Linked DNA regions of Urocitellus parryii: region 1 is linked to region 2. A link is a contact called in public Hi-C data. All regions are on one chromosome and are shown on one strand. The core of a region is the stretch at or near the end of the contact, and the rest is flanking DNA. Distances in the headings are between cores, read along the strand shown.

The links. Hi-C and Micro-C count contacts between places; a contact is called where the count stands out from the background.
Region 1: a Hi-C map of muscle shows a contact between it and region 2, with 4 times the contacts expected there. The contact joins the promoter of Rrh here to the promoter of Sec24b in region 2. A contact is called at or near these places in 2 of 2 Hi-C or Micro-C datasets (liver and muscle).

Annotation. Positions count from the first base shown.
Region 1 is chr10:56,451,924-56,458,645 of mUroPar1.hap1, forward strand. Rrh (retinal pigment epithelium-derived rhodopsin homolog) reads left to right here and starts at 1,917. Exons shown (of 7, transcript XM_026410624.2): 1 at 1,917-2,022; 2 at 6,554-6,722. The coding sequence starts at 1,917.
Region 2 is chr10:56,136,003-56,141,900 of mUroPar1.hap1, forward strand. It overlaps Sec24b (SEC24 homolog B, COPII component), which reads left to right and starts at 3,370. Exons shown (of 23, transcript XM_026379531.2): 1 at 3,370-3,731. The coding sequence starts at 3,605.

The sequences.
Region 1 (6,722 bases), core at 667-3,166, 310 kb after region 2:
TTCTCTCACTTGTTATTTCTCAGCAGGAAATATTTATATTAAGTTTTCTAGCATGAATGATTAACTCTTTAATGCTCATTTAAATAGCATGTAATTGCTTATTATCAGTATTTTGGGTTTTACTTATCCTTTTTAATTAATGGAATTACAGCAAGATTAATCAACATATAGGCCATAAATGATATGTTGAAATTTCTCTTTCATGCAAAGAGGTGGTTGTGCATAACAGCTCAGGAAAGATGGCTCTTTGATTCAGAGTCTTTGGGATGAGATTTTGCTCTTGATTTTTAAATGGTATTAGTACCAGAGGGACAGTAGCATTGACCGAAGGACAAGTAATAGTGTTACATTACTAAAAAGTTTTTTTTTTCTTTTTAGTATTTAAAAAAGCCTAAAATGGTAATAATGAAAGTAATGTATGCAACAGTAGACAAACCACTTAAGAGATTTCAGCTTTTACCTTATGTATATCTTGAGGTCATTGACCATTTTCAACTTTGGTTTTCAGTCTTTTTCCTAAGCAAGGAAACAACCTTAAAATCCAATAACCACAGGCTTTTAACAGAGTTCTTCATAGTACTGTTTACTTTTTAGTGTTATTTGAAAATATTTTGGTATTTTGGAATACTGAAGATAATTTTTCTATTATAGGTACTCTGCAGAGTATTACTTTACATTTATAAGAATTTGAGTACTAGTAGCTAAATCAATGGGAACAGATTAATCAACCTGTGTTCTTCTGTTTATATTCATGTGAGAACTGAGGTGAGAAGATTATGCCAATCATTGAATTAAAGTAAGTAAATGGACAAATATAGCCCTCTAGTGGTTCTGTTATATGCTTACACTATTAATTTTGGTGTATCTAAGCATTTCTCTTGATTGAAGTTCACTATTAAGAAGAATCAGATTTTAATGTTGTAGTGGTTAAAATACAAAAAAAGTACTGATACCTTGTCTTGTTTAGCAGTACATGTTCATATTGCAACTTGTTTTTCAGATTATAACATGGTAATCCAGAATATTAGAATTAACCTTTACAAAATGAATGACTGAATCCAGATACTGTTGATTACTCTTGTGCATATCAAAGTGGGTAATTAAACAGAGGTAGATGGTGGAGTAGATCCATCCTTTGAATATGTATCTATTAATAAGTTTATTACCTTGAACTTATTATGTGGCATTTATGGAAACAAATTACATTATATATATATATGATGTTTGTGTTCATATATATACATAATGTTTATATATTTATATACATAGATCACATTTTTGTTTAAAAGGGGAAAAATGTGAGAAACCTCAGACTCTTTTATATAAACATGTTTATATAAGCAAAGAAAAACTTAAGAATGAATGCACACCAAACAATATTGATACCTAAATTTAGGGGAGTGAGATTTGGAAGTATGGGGGGAGATTACTTTTTATCTCTGATTATTTAAATTGTTAAGGAAAACAGGAAACTGAGATGGAAAATCTCAAAGGGTCAACAAGAAAACAGGATCCTTAATCTGAGCAGTTACAGAGGACTAAATCTGGCTTGTAGATTTCAGACAAAAAAGTTAAGTCAGCTCCTGCACTGATTTTCTGAGTTTATTATTGAAATAGGATGTGTGTGCTTGATAATCTGCTTAAATATAAGACTGATGCCAAAATTGGTTAAAATGTGTGGTACTTGGTATTTCTTTGTTTTGCTAATAAGCTTTTCCCTTGCTCTGGGAATTAAAATCCCTTCCTCTTTAGCCCAATTATACTTGTTAAGGGAAGACCTCTATGAAAAGGTCCTTCTTTGAGGTCTCTCACTGGAAATGATTGGTCCTGAAAAATCTTTCCTCCTGGACCCTTGAAACAGTTCATAATTATTGAAGGCTTATTATGAAGGCTGTCTCAATATCTTCCTTCTAAAAATGCTAAAGAATAATTTAGATAACAGTTCAGACTTAAAAAATGAAGATGGCTCTGTCTTTTCGCAGACTGAACACAACATTGTTGCAACTTACTTGATTCTGGCAGGTATGGATATTTTCTCCATTAACCTTGCTTTCAATGGGTGGAAGCAAAGTACAGTTTTCAAAACAAGGCGATAGAATTGGCTTGCTTATGAGTATTATCCTCTGTTTCTGGGCTGTAAGGATCAAAGATGAGGATATAAGTAAATGCCCCAGGATAATTTGATAAATAATGTGAGACGGTGAAGTGGGGCTTTGAAAAATTTTCTGTAAAATAGTTTTTAAATGAAGGTCAACCATTAAATGTGGTTATTGCAGTGTCAAATTAAGCTTATGGGGAAGAGTGTGTGCTGTGACAAAAATGTATTCTTATATCATTTACTATTCCTAGACAGTTTTCTTGGAAGTGTAATCTAGCTAAAGATATAAAGATTCTGGAAGAAAAAGTCTTGAAAAGAATAGAAGGTAGTATTGTCGTTGAGGACAAAGTTTGAACATTCAACTCCTTCCAGAATGCTGTACTGGAAAACTCTTGAGCTTTGGATTCATCTTTTAGTATATGAAACCAAGACCATGTTCCTTCACTTTTTGCTCTTCCATTTTCTTATCTGTAAAGTGAAGACAAGAATAAATTACTATGGTTATCGTGAAGAGTAAAAAACGACATATAAGTGAACCTAAATGACACACTAGGAGGGGACAACAATTTCTTTCCATGTACACACTTATTGATACAAATACTGGATTAATATAATGGCTTGTTTGCAGACAAAGCGTTGGGGAAGATAACAGTGCAAATTCTTTGATTATCTTTTAAATATTGGCTTTTTTATATATTGTGATGTAACATACTGACCAATTTCCAACTTTAGTGGCAAGTTTTAGAAGTAACTGTTCATTATTTTTTGAATTGACTTATGAAAAATTCAAGCATGTTCCAAAGTAGAATGAAAAGCATAACAAATATTCCTGTCTAGTTTATAATTGTTTAGTTTTCCCTTCTAATTCATAATTAGAGTTCCAATTTCTTGTGTTAAAAATTGCAAGTTTCTTAGTTACTTTTAGTAATTTCAGGAATGTTAATTCATTAATTTGGATACTTTTAGTGTGTGAAATCCTGGAAATAAATATATATATATATATATATATATATATATATATTTAAATTTTTTGCTGCTGCTGCTTCTGCAAAAAGACAATCTCATTATTGGAATTACATGGAAATACAACTACGAGGGTCATTTTGGTTAAGGACTACCATGAGTATATGTTGTTAAGTTTTTGGTAGATGAACTGAAGGGAGCATATTTAATCTCTACAAATAGATTTTGTTCTTCCCCTGTATCAAGCATATATTGTTCTTTAGATTCCTGATTTTCTTCCTTTAACAAAGCCCACTTAAACTCCTAAATCAAAATCAGAAATATGAGGAAAATGGTACAAAACATTTGTTACTTTTACCAAGAGCCAAGGCTTTTGTTTGTTTGTTTGTTTGTTTTAACTTTAGATTTAACTTTAATCTTTCAGTTAGATTTTTGGTCCTATAAACTTACCAGTTTTCACTGCTATCAATGTTCTGTTTATTTACTTGGAACACTCTCCCCCAGTTAAGGGTGTGGTAAATTTAAGGATCTGAAATTACTATGGGTGATTTGTAAAATGAAAGGTGAAAGAGAGGCTGTGTGTACTGGGCAATGAAGGAATGTAAACTGAGGAGACAGGGTGCCACTGAAGGGTTTTAAACAGGAATTACGTGATCTGATTTGCCTTTCAGAAATGTGCTACAGTGGTAGCTAAGAGACCATGTAGGAGACCACTGCAGTGCTTCTGAAGAGTTACTAATGGCAGAAGGAAGTAGACTACTCAAGCTGGAATTGATTAGATGTGGGGACTGGGAAAGAAAGAGCAGGAGCTGATGTCTCCTAGGTTTGGGGCAGGAGGAGACACCTGGGTTCAGTTAGATATGCAGTTAAAAGCTTGAGTTGCATGAGACTGATGATATTGGATAGAAATCACTCAGCAGAATGTGTAGAATGAGAAAAGAAAGGAGTTTAGGACAGAAAGTTGGACAGTACACACATATTTAATAAGGTAGAGCTGAAAAAAGGAAGTAGATTAAGAAGGCCCTGCCAGTAAGATTGGAGGGAAGCCACAGAAACCAAAGTGGATGTTTCAAGAGGGAAGGATGATCAATCTCAGTCTACACTGCTGCTTACAGTGTAGACTGACTGAGAAATGGACCCTAGCAAGACCTAATTGAAGTGATCAGCTGCCTACTTATTAGAAAATACTCCCAATTAGGAAAATAAAAACAGTGCTTAAGACAGCTATAGAAAGAACAGATAGAAGGCCAAATTGTTTATGTAATACACCCATTATATCTAAGACTATCCCCAAAATATAGGTACTTTATTTTGATTGTGTACTTGTTAGGCAGCAATTTACTACACTATCTGATGTTTAAAATCATCAGATTTGTAGGTAGCCCAGAAAGATTCACTGTTTTTTTTTCAGTATTTCAGTATTTTTTTCAGTATTTCTTATATGCATGATACAGTAGTAGATGCTAAAAATGAGGCCAAAGAGTTATTGAATTTACTTTGTGTTAATTAAGCTTGAAGGAACAATAGAAATTAAGCTTAATTAAAGGAATAATTGAAATCAAACTTAATTTATTAGTTGTGGTCCATTTATTAAATAGCTTTGCTACATGTCACATAGTCAAAGAATATAGAATTCATAAAGGGCCTGATAACTTCATGAGAAGACAGAATACATAAGAGATAATATAACATTGGGATTAAGTATAAGTACTTTGGGGATTTGAGGAGGAAGCACATACAACAGTACTGTGGGTAGAAAGCAGCTTTAGGGCAGAATTGGGCTTGATCTGAAATTGGAAGGATGTTAGCATTTGGAAATGGGAAAGCAAGGAGCAGGGTGTTTCAAGTGGGGACGGTATGAATCAGGATTTTCAACAAACATGACATATTTGATAAATAATTAAAATGGAGGGCTTGTTTGACAAGTGGGGAACTTAAGAGATAATAACAGACCTTAGCGAAGAGTCAGATCAGGCTGGGGAGTTTGAATTTTTATCCCACAGGCAGTGGGAATTATTGGAAGTTTTGAGGAGAAGAAGAGACATGATAGCAAGCATATTCTGACAGCACCATGGAACAAAAAAAAAGAAAAGGAATCTGGAAGATGAGTATAATACTGAAGATGGAAGTTTTGACTGCAGTGCCAAGATACACTTGGAATTCCTACTTAGCTGATCCTTTTGTGTGTTGGTGCTTGGAACCTTCCCTGGCTCTTGTTATAGCTGTGGATTGCTTACCAAGTAATTTCCTTCATGGGAAACAACTCTTCCTGTTTGTTGCATAACCCTCCTTTAGTTGCCAAGAGTCAGGTAATGGTTCTAACTTCTCCTCTCCACTGAAATCTGCTCTTGCTCCTCCTCCACTGTTATATCCCAGGGCAGCATACCTGTGCTTATGGAAAACTCATACATTCCTTGCAGCATATATGGGTGTTGCTGATCAGGTTAACATGCACATCCAGTCTATCCAACAATATCTCATTGTAGAATGCATCAGCTCTCTGATCAGTAAGTTTGGTCATCAATCTACCTCAGTTCAGTTGATTCTGGGGTACTGAAAACATATGAGTTCTAGACTGCAAGGCTGAGACTCGTATCTTAGATTGTGGAATCCTGGCTAGAGTGATTTCACCTGTGATTCCAATGGATCAAAAAGTTGACTCCACTTGCTGTCCAGACAGTTAAGTCTTGCAGTGTGTATTAGTCTATAGGTATGTGTGTGTGTGATGAAGAATTCAGATTTGGACACGCTGGGTTTCAAGACATTTGAAAAAGTCACATGACTTACCCATGGTAGATGTTTAATAAGTGTTTAATGTCAATGAATTAAATAAAAAGAAAATGTGGAAACAAGCATGTGTCAGGGCTGAAAACAGTGACAAAAGTGTGGTTAGAATAGAATGATAGTCTAGGCTTCAGAAAGAAGAACTTCAGGAAAGGAGAGGAAGTTACACTGCCAAAAGCAAGGAGGTGGTAAGTCTATCTGCATCCTAAAAATCAGGGATGGCGTCATGAAAGCCAAAGGGAGAGTTTCGAGGACAGTGTGATCAAGAGTGGTGGTATTAAAACCAAATTCAGCCAGGTACGATTGCACATGCCTGTAGGGAGGCTGAGATAGGAGGATCCTGAGTCCAAAGCCAGCCTCAGCAATTTAACAAGGCCCTAAACAACTCAGTGAGACCCTGACTCTAAATAAAATACAAAAAAGTACTGGGGATATGGCTCAGTGGTAGAGTGCCCCTGGGTTTAATCCCTGCTACAAAAAGAAAAAAAAATAAACCAACCTTCAGTGTTGGCTTATGCAATCAGCAGATTCTTTATTTTCACTTCCTTATTTTTTTTCTCAGCAGGGCTGTGAATATGTGACAATTTTAAGAACATTAAGAACTCAATGACTAAAATGAATTTATTATGTTTTTTGAAAAGCTTATATATTATTGATTTTATTTTAAACATTCAAATTAAAAAGTACATGACATTTTTGTGTTCTCAGGTGTGATAAGTATTCTCAGCAACCTAATAGTTCTGGGCATCTTCATTAAGTACAAGGAACTTCGGACACCTACGAATGCAATCATTATTAACCTGGCTTTCACTGATATAGGGGTCAGTAGTATTGGCTATCCCATGTCTGCTGCTTCCGATCTGTATGGAAGTTGGAA
Region 2 (5,898 bases), core at 2,120-4,619:
GGAAAATCAGGCTACATAGAAAAAGAACTGGACAATTGTTTCTTGAAATAGGTAGGTGTTCAGTTGTCCAAGGCTGTCATACTTCAGCTACAGACAGTGAGTCCTAAGTTGGGATGATAATTAAAGACATCTGTTTCTTTCCCTTTTTTTTTGAGACAGGGTTTTGCTAAGTTGATGAGGCTGGCTTCTAATGTGATCCTCCTATTGCTGGAGTTATAGGCATGCACCACTGTGCATGGCCCTATGTTACAATTTGACACACATCAAAAATTTCCCTTCTGTTTATGTGGCAGGTATTAATTTCAATTTTGCCCCATTGAACAGACTTGGCGTCAGCATTTCCATTAGCCCTGCACATCAAACCATGTAAGGTGACAAAAGAACTACCATATTTGGCACTCATGGGATTGTAATCACAAATGTACAAAATACCACTTATAAGGGTTTGTAAAAGATTGGAGAGATATCTTAAAAAAGGATCATCATCTCACAAAGTCAAAATGAATGAGTCAATTTCAGCTCTTTAAAAGTGATGATTCTCAACACTTTCTAGTACTTCAGAATCACTTGGAGAGCTTATTGTTGGGCCCTATCTCCAGAGTGTCTGATTCAGTAGGTCTGGGGTTGGGCCTGAGAATTTGCATCTCAAACAGTTTGAGATCCATCAAACCAAAAAATATTGAAACAAATCCTAAATATGTAAAACTGAAAATCCTTTGAGATACAAAATAGGATATCATAATTAACATAACTCTATGGGGAGAAATATGAACCCAGTCTAGTTTGCAGTGAGTAGAACAAAAACATTGAAGCTAAATAGAATTTGGTTTGATCTCTGGTTCTGTTAATTACAGGTTCATGATTTTTACTCACCAGCCAAATGCAGGTAAGAAAAATATCCCATAGGATAATTGTGAGAACTCAATATATGCATATATATGTACACACACACACACACACACACACACGCCCAATGCCTGCTATATGGCAAGTATTCATTCAATTCTTCATCCTTTTCTTTGTCCCTAGCAGTCATGGAACTTTTTTTTTTTTTTTTTTTTTGGTACTAGGGATTGAACCCTGGGGTGCTTAACCACGGAACCAGCCCTTTTTTATATTTTATTTAGAGACAGGGCCTCGTTGAGTTGCTTAAGGCCTCACTAAGTTGCTGAGGCTGGCTTTGGAATCACAATCTTTCTGTCTCAACCTCCCAAACCACTGAGATTACAGGCCACAGCGCTTGGCCTAGCAGTTATGGAACTTTAACAAGACAGTGAAGTAATACTTTCATAGAGGTGATAGGAAATGTTAAGGGAGGAAAAATCTTTTCCTTCTATCCTTCTAGGTTCCTACTGGGGTCCTTGTAACAAAAGGCAGACTAACAAAAGAAAGGGATATACATTTTTTTAATGCAAATTCATAAAGAAAATGAAGACCTGAAGAAAGAATGAAACATGAGTGTTTTACATTAGGTTTGAGGAAGAGTAAAGAGATGTGGAAAAACGTGAGAGAACAAAAAGGGGCAACTAGCAAGTCCTGTTCACCTAGACTTCTCTCAGCATTCCTGTCTTCAGAGCTGAAGATGCATTTTTTTCCCCAAATGAAGAGAGGTCAACTCTGATATGAGGGTCTTTTGGACCACTTCAGGGAAAAGTCAGAGAGTCCTTCCTACACCTGCCATTTCTCAAATTCCTTTGGCTTAAAATATTCAATACACCAAAGTGTTATTGGTGTACATGCTATCTGGTATAGCATGTCCTGAACACTGGCATAAACATGCTAGAAAAATACTATTGTGAGTTACAGGACAACTGGAAGCAGCTTAGGTGCTAAAGACTGTGGGGAAGATCTATGAAAATATAGTCCCAATCCTTCTCTTCAGGGGAGCGCTTTTAGCGCTTAACTCCACATACCTATGGCTTCTCAAACCTGGGAAGATACATTCCAGGGGCACAAAGTCAATAGCCTAGTTATTCCCTTACTCTCATAATGGCAGCCTTTAATCCAAATTCAAAGGACCCTGGGTAGTGTTGAAGTTTTCAACTGTGTAATCTCCTTGATGAGGCAGAGTGTGATCTTTTTTTTTGCTCAAATGAAGCTTAGGTTTCTGTGGAAAGCTGGAAAGGCTATGAAATATAGGTATATGGAGAATACTGTAGTAGAAAATCCTAGAACTCAAAAGTATAAATACAGCCACTAAAATCCTATTTGTGGTTTTTCTGGTCCATTGAAGTATCCAGCATCATTAACTTGTCATAACAAAAGAAAAGCTTTGTATTACCCAGGGACTAAAACACACTTTATGTTTTGCATAATCTTGAGGTAAATTAGACTTCTCATCAGTCCAGAAACATCATCTCGCTAGATTCCATTCTGAATGGAATCTTTCTTAGCAATTTCATTTTCAAGGACAGAATGATAGTGGCCTCCTGAAGATTCCAAGATGCCAAAATGACTTTGGTAAGGTAGTCCTGGCTTGCCAGTTTGCATGCTGGATAGACCAGAGCAATTCAAAGATTTCACTAATAATAGACAAAGCAAGCTTCTGAATGCCGCAGCTTCCCTGAATATCAACAGGATCAGCCAAATCCTTGGCAAACATAAATACATAAATAAGTAAGTAAACAAATAAATAAATGGAAGTTTTGTCTTTCAGCTGTCCTTTACTCTATTTTTGCCTTCCTCTTCCTTAGATACTTTACAGTCACCGTGGAAAGTTTTGAATAATACAATTCTTACGGTGAGCCTTGTTTATCATAAAGAAATGCTTCCTTTTTCTTTGCCAAGGAATTATACATTACCAACAGACATAGATCTTGAATGCTGTATTTTCTTTGGAATCAAGGAGGAAAAAAAAAAACAAAAATAAAAAAACAAGGGGCTGGAGTTGTGGCTCCGTGGTAGAATGCTTGTCTAGCATGCATGAGGCACTGGGTTCGATCCCCAGCACCACATAAATATAAAATAAAGATATTGTGTCCACCTAAAACTAAAAAATAAATATTTAAAATAATAATAATAAAAAACAAAACCGAAGCCAAGATTCCTCTTTGGAGGGCGGGGTGTGTCCGTTGGATTTGGGGTTGCTCAAAGCTCAGGACATCAATCTGCAGCTTCGAATACCACTGCCGGGCTCTGCCCGACCCAGGCCCGCCGCCGTGGCCGCTCCAGCCTCAGCTCCAGGTGGAACAGAGCCCAAGTCCCCAGCCCCCAGCCCCCATCCTCCAGGCTCTCAACGAGGCTTCTCAAGGAAGCAGCCTCGCCCCGGCCGGCCCCGCAAAATCAGACTCGAACGGCTCCCGCCTGCAGGGGTCGCTGCGGCGGCGCGAGGCCCGCGCGTGCGGGGATTGGCCTTAGGTGGGAGTCCCGCCGCGCGGCGCGGGGCGAAGCTGGGCCCTGCCGGCCAGGATCCCGGCGCCCCGCGGCGGTCAAGCGGCGGCGCTGGGCTCAGCGGTGGAGCGTGAGCAATCCAGTCGCGGTCCCGGGTGACTCCCTTGGTGACGCCGGGCGCGTTCCTTCCTCTTCCTCTAGCCTCTCCGGCCCCGCCTTCCTTTCCCTCCGCCCACCTCCCCTAAGCGGAGCCGCCGCCGCCAGCAGCGCCGTCATGTCGGCCCCCGCCGGGTCCCCTCACCCGGCCGCCAGCGCCCGGATCCCGCCCAAGTTCGCCGGAGCCGCCGCCTCGGGAGCCGCCGCGCCCTCAGGCCCCGGCCCGGCGCCGCACCACCAGAACGGTGAGCCGGGTGGCCCAGGCGGAGCGCGGGGCCTAGCGCCGGCGGGGCGGCCTGCGCGGCCGCTTTGGGGCGGCCTGCGCCGGGAGGGGTCTGGGCCAGGCGCTGGGCTGGGGGTACCGCGCGGGGACCCTGCCGCCGCGGGAGTGGTGGGGGTCGGGGGCAGAGGTGGGGACGCGAGGGGAGGGGCGCCCTGGCGTGGGGGTGGGGGTCGGCCTGGGAAAGCCGGGTATTTATGTAATGTGACCCTAGGCCCTAAAGCGCCGCGGGGGAGTCGGTGCCCTGGGAAAGGGGCAGTCCTACGTACCGAGTGAACCCGGGCTACCCAGCCTGGGCGCGGGCTAGTTGGCCTGAGCGACCCCTTGGCTGGGAGAGCCGGCGAGCAGCCCAGGCCGCAGAGTGCGTGGTCTGTGGAAGGCTGATGCAGTCATCAAGCCGGGTGGATTGTACCCTTCCTGTCTCAGGAAAATCGCTTTGATTTCCGAGTCCCAAGGAGCGGGCTGACTTGAAGAGAACTTAAGTTTGCACCCAAGTTTGTAGACAAAAGGGCGTAAAAATGCTATCTAAGTGTAACAGTAACCCTGACCCAGTTTGGCCTCAAGATCTGTCATTGATGTTGCTTCTGCTGCTTAAGCTTTTGGAGTTTGCTTGTGGTGTTTGAAAGAGAGCAGGTGTCAAACGGATCTAAACGAATATTTTTCGGTCTTTCTTTTGATTTTTTTTTTTTTTTTTAATTCTAGCTCCACTTTCAGAAATAGAAAAAAAAAAAAAAAAAAAACGTGCCAGAGTTGGTTGGTCCTGCTTTGAGGCAAGGCCTTTATAGGGGAGCAGCCGGTACAGCATGAAAGCCGCTTTTATACTAAGATCATAGGCTTTGAATATGCAGGAATTTCAGCTGAAAAATCATAATTTCTAGGAAATCTGTTCCCTAATCTTGAGATTTGGAGTGTTCGCGGTTAGGAGTGGGGGAGGGGGAACTCTATAGATTTGATAGTATGTCAGATGAGAACCTTGAAAGTAGTTGACTGCATTGGACAAATATGTGTGCTCTGTGTTGGTAAGAGAACAAAGCTACATCAGTAGTCATCAAGTGATGACTTTATTTAATTTGCTAAAGAAAATTTACTAGACCTTATTTTCAGTTTAATGAACATCAAAGTTTTAAAACTGATGCTTTACAAACATCAGAGTTATTTACCCATCCTGAGAACCAGAGGTTGAATTTTTCATAATCAAAAGTGATGGTTTAGTGTTAATGTTTTTCAGATCATTCATACTTGTCAAGATTACATGTTTTACTTTCAGTAGTTATTGTTTACTGTAAAGGGATTTGTGAACAATGTCCTAGTACATTTGTTCTGAATGTATATAAAAATATTATGTATAAGCAGTTCTTGTTCTTGCAACCTTAATGTAAATTTTTTTTTTTTTTTTTCCTAGAGACAACTTTGCTTGTGAAGAAACTAGAACAGGATATTTAGGAATAGTCCCAAGTCTTAGAACATTGTAAATGCAAGTTTAATAGTGATTCAAGGATTGTGTCCTTCCTTGATTTTGAATATACGTTATCATTTTGAATGAACAATTTTTAAAAGTGGCAAATATTTATTGTAGCCTTATAAATTTTATGAACACTCAGATGCCAAAGTATTTACTCAGCCAAATAGGATGTTAAATTTTTAAGAACAAATCAATGTTTTTGATGCCAAATATAGCTTGATGCTTGCTTTCTACATTTTATGATCTTTGCTTTCCTTTGAAGTTGCAACAATCATTTCAGTATTTGTTGTGTGCTTATTATTTAGGTATTCAAGGTTAGGACACAAGATAAGACAGAATCCCTCTTCTTTCCTAACTTGACCTGTATTTTGGTGACATTCAAATGGTGTAGTACATTTGTTCTGAATGCACATTTGTTCTGACTGGCCTTGAGAGATTTGACAGGAGGGAATGGCTGTCTCTAGGTAGAGGTTAGAGCTTGAACAAAAGTCTGGAAATGGACACTTAGAAAGTGTAGGCCATATTTAGAAAATGAAAGCCACAGAGGGGAGAAAGGGAGAGGGTTGGTAAGGAAAGCAAAGTATAGAAGCTGAAAGGAGTGGTTCAAAGAGGCCAGGTCACAGAGAGGCCTTAGGTAAGAAATTTGGAATACAGGACTCTTGTGGACTTT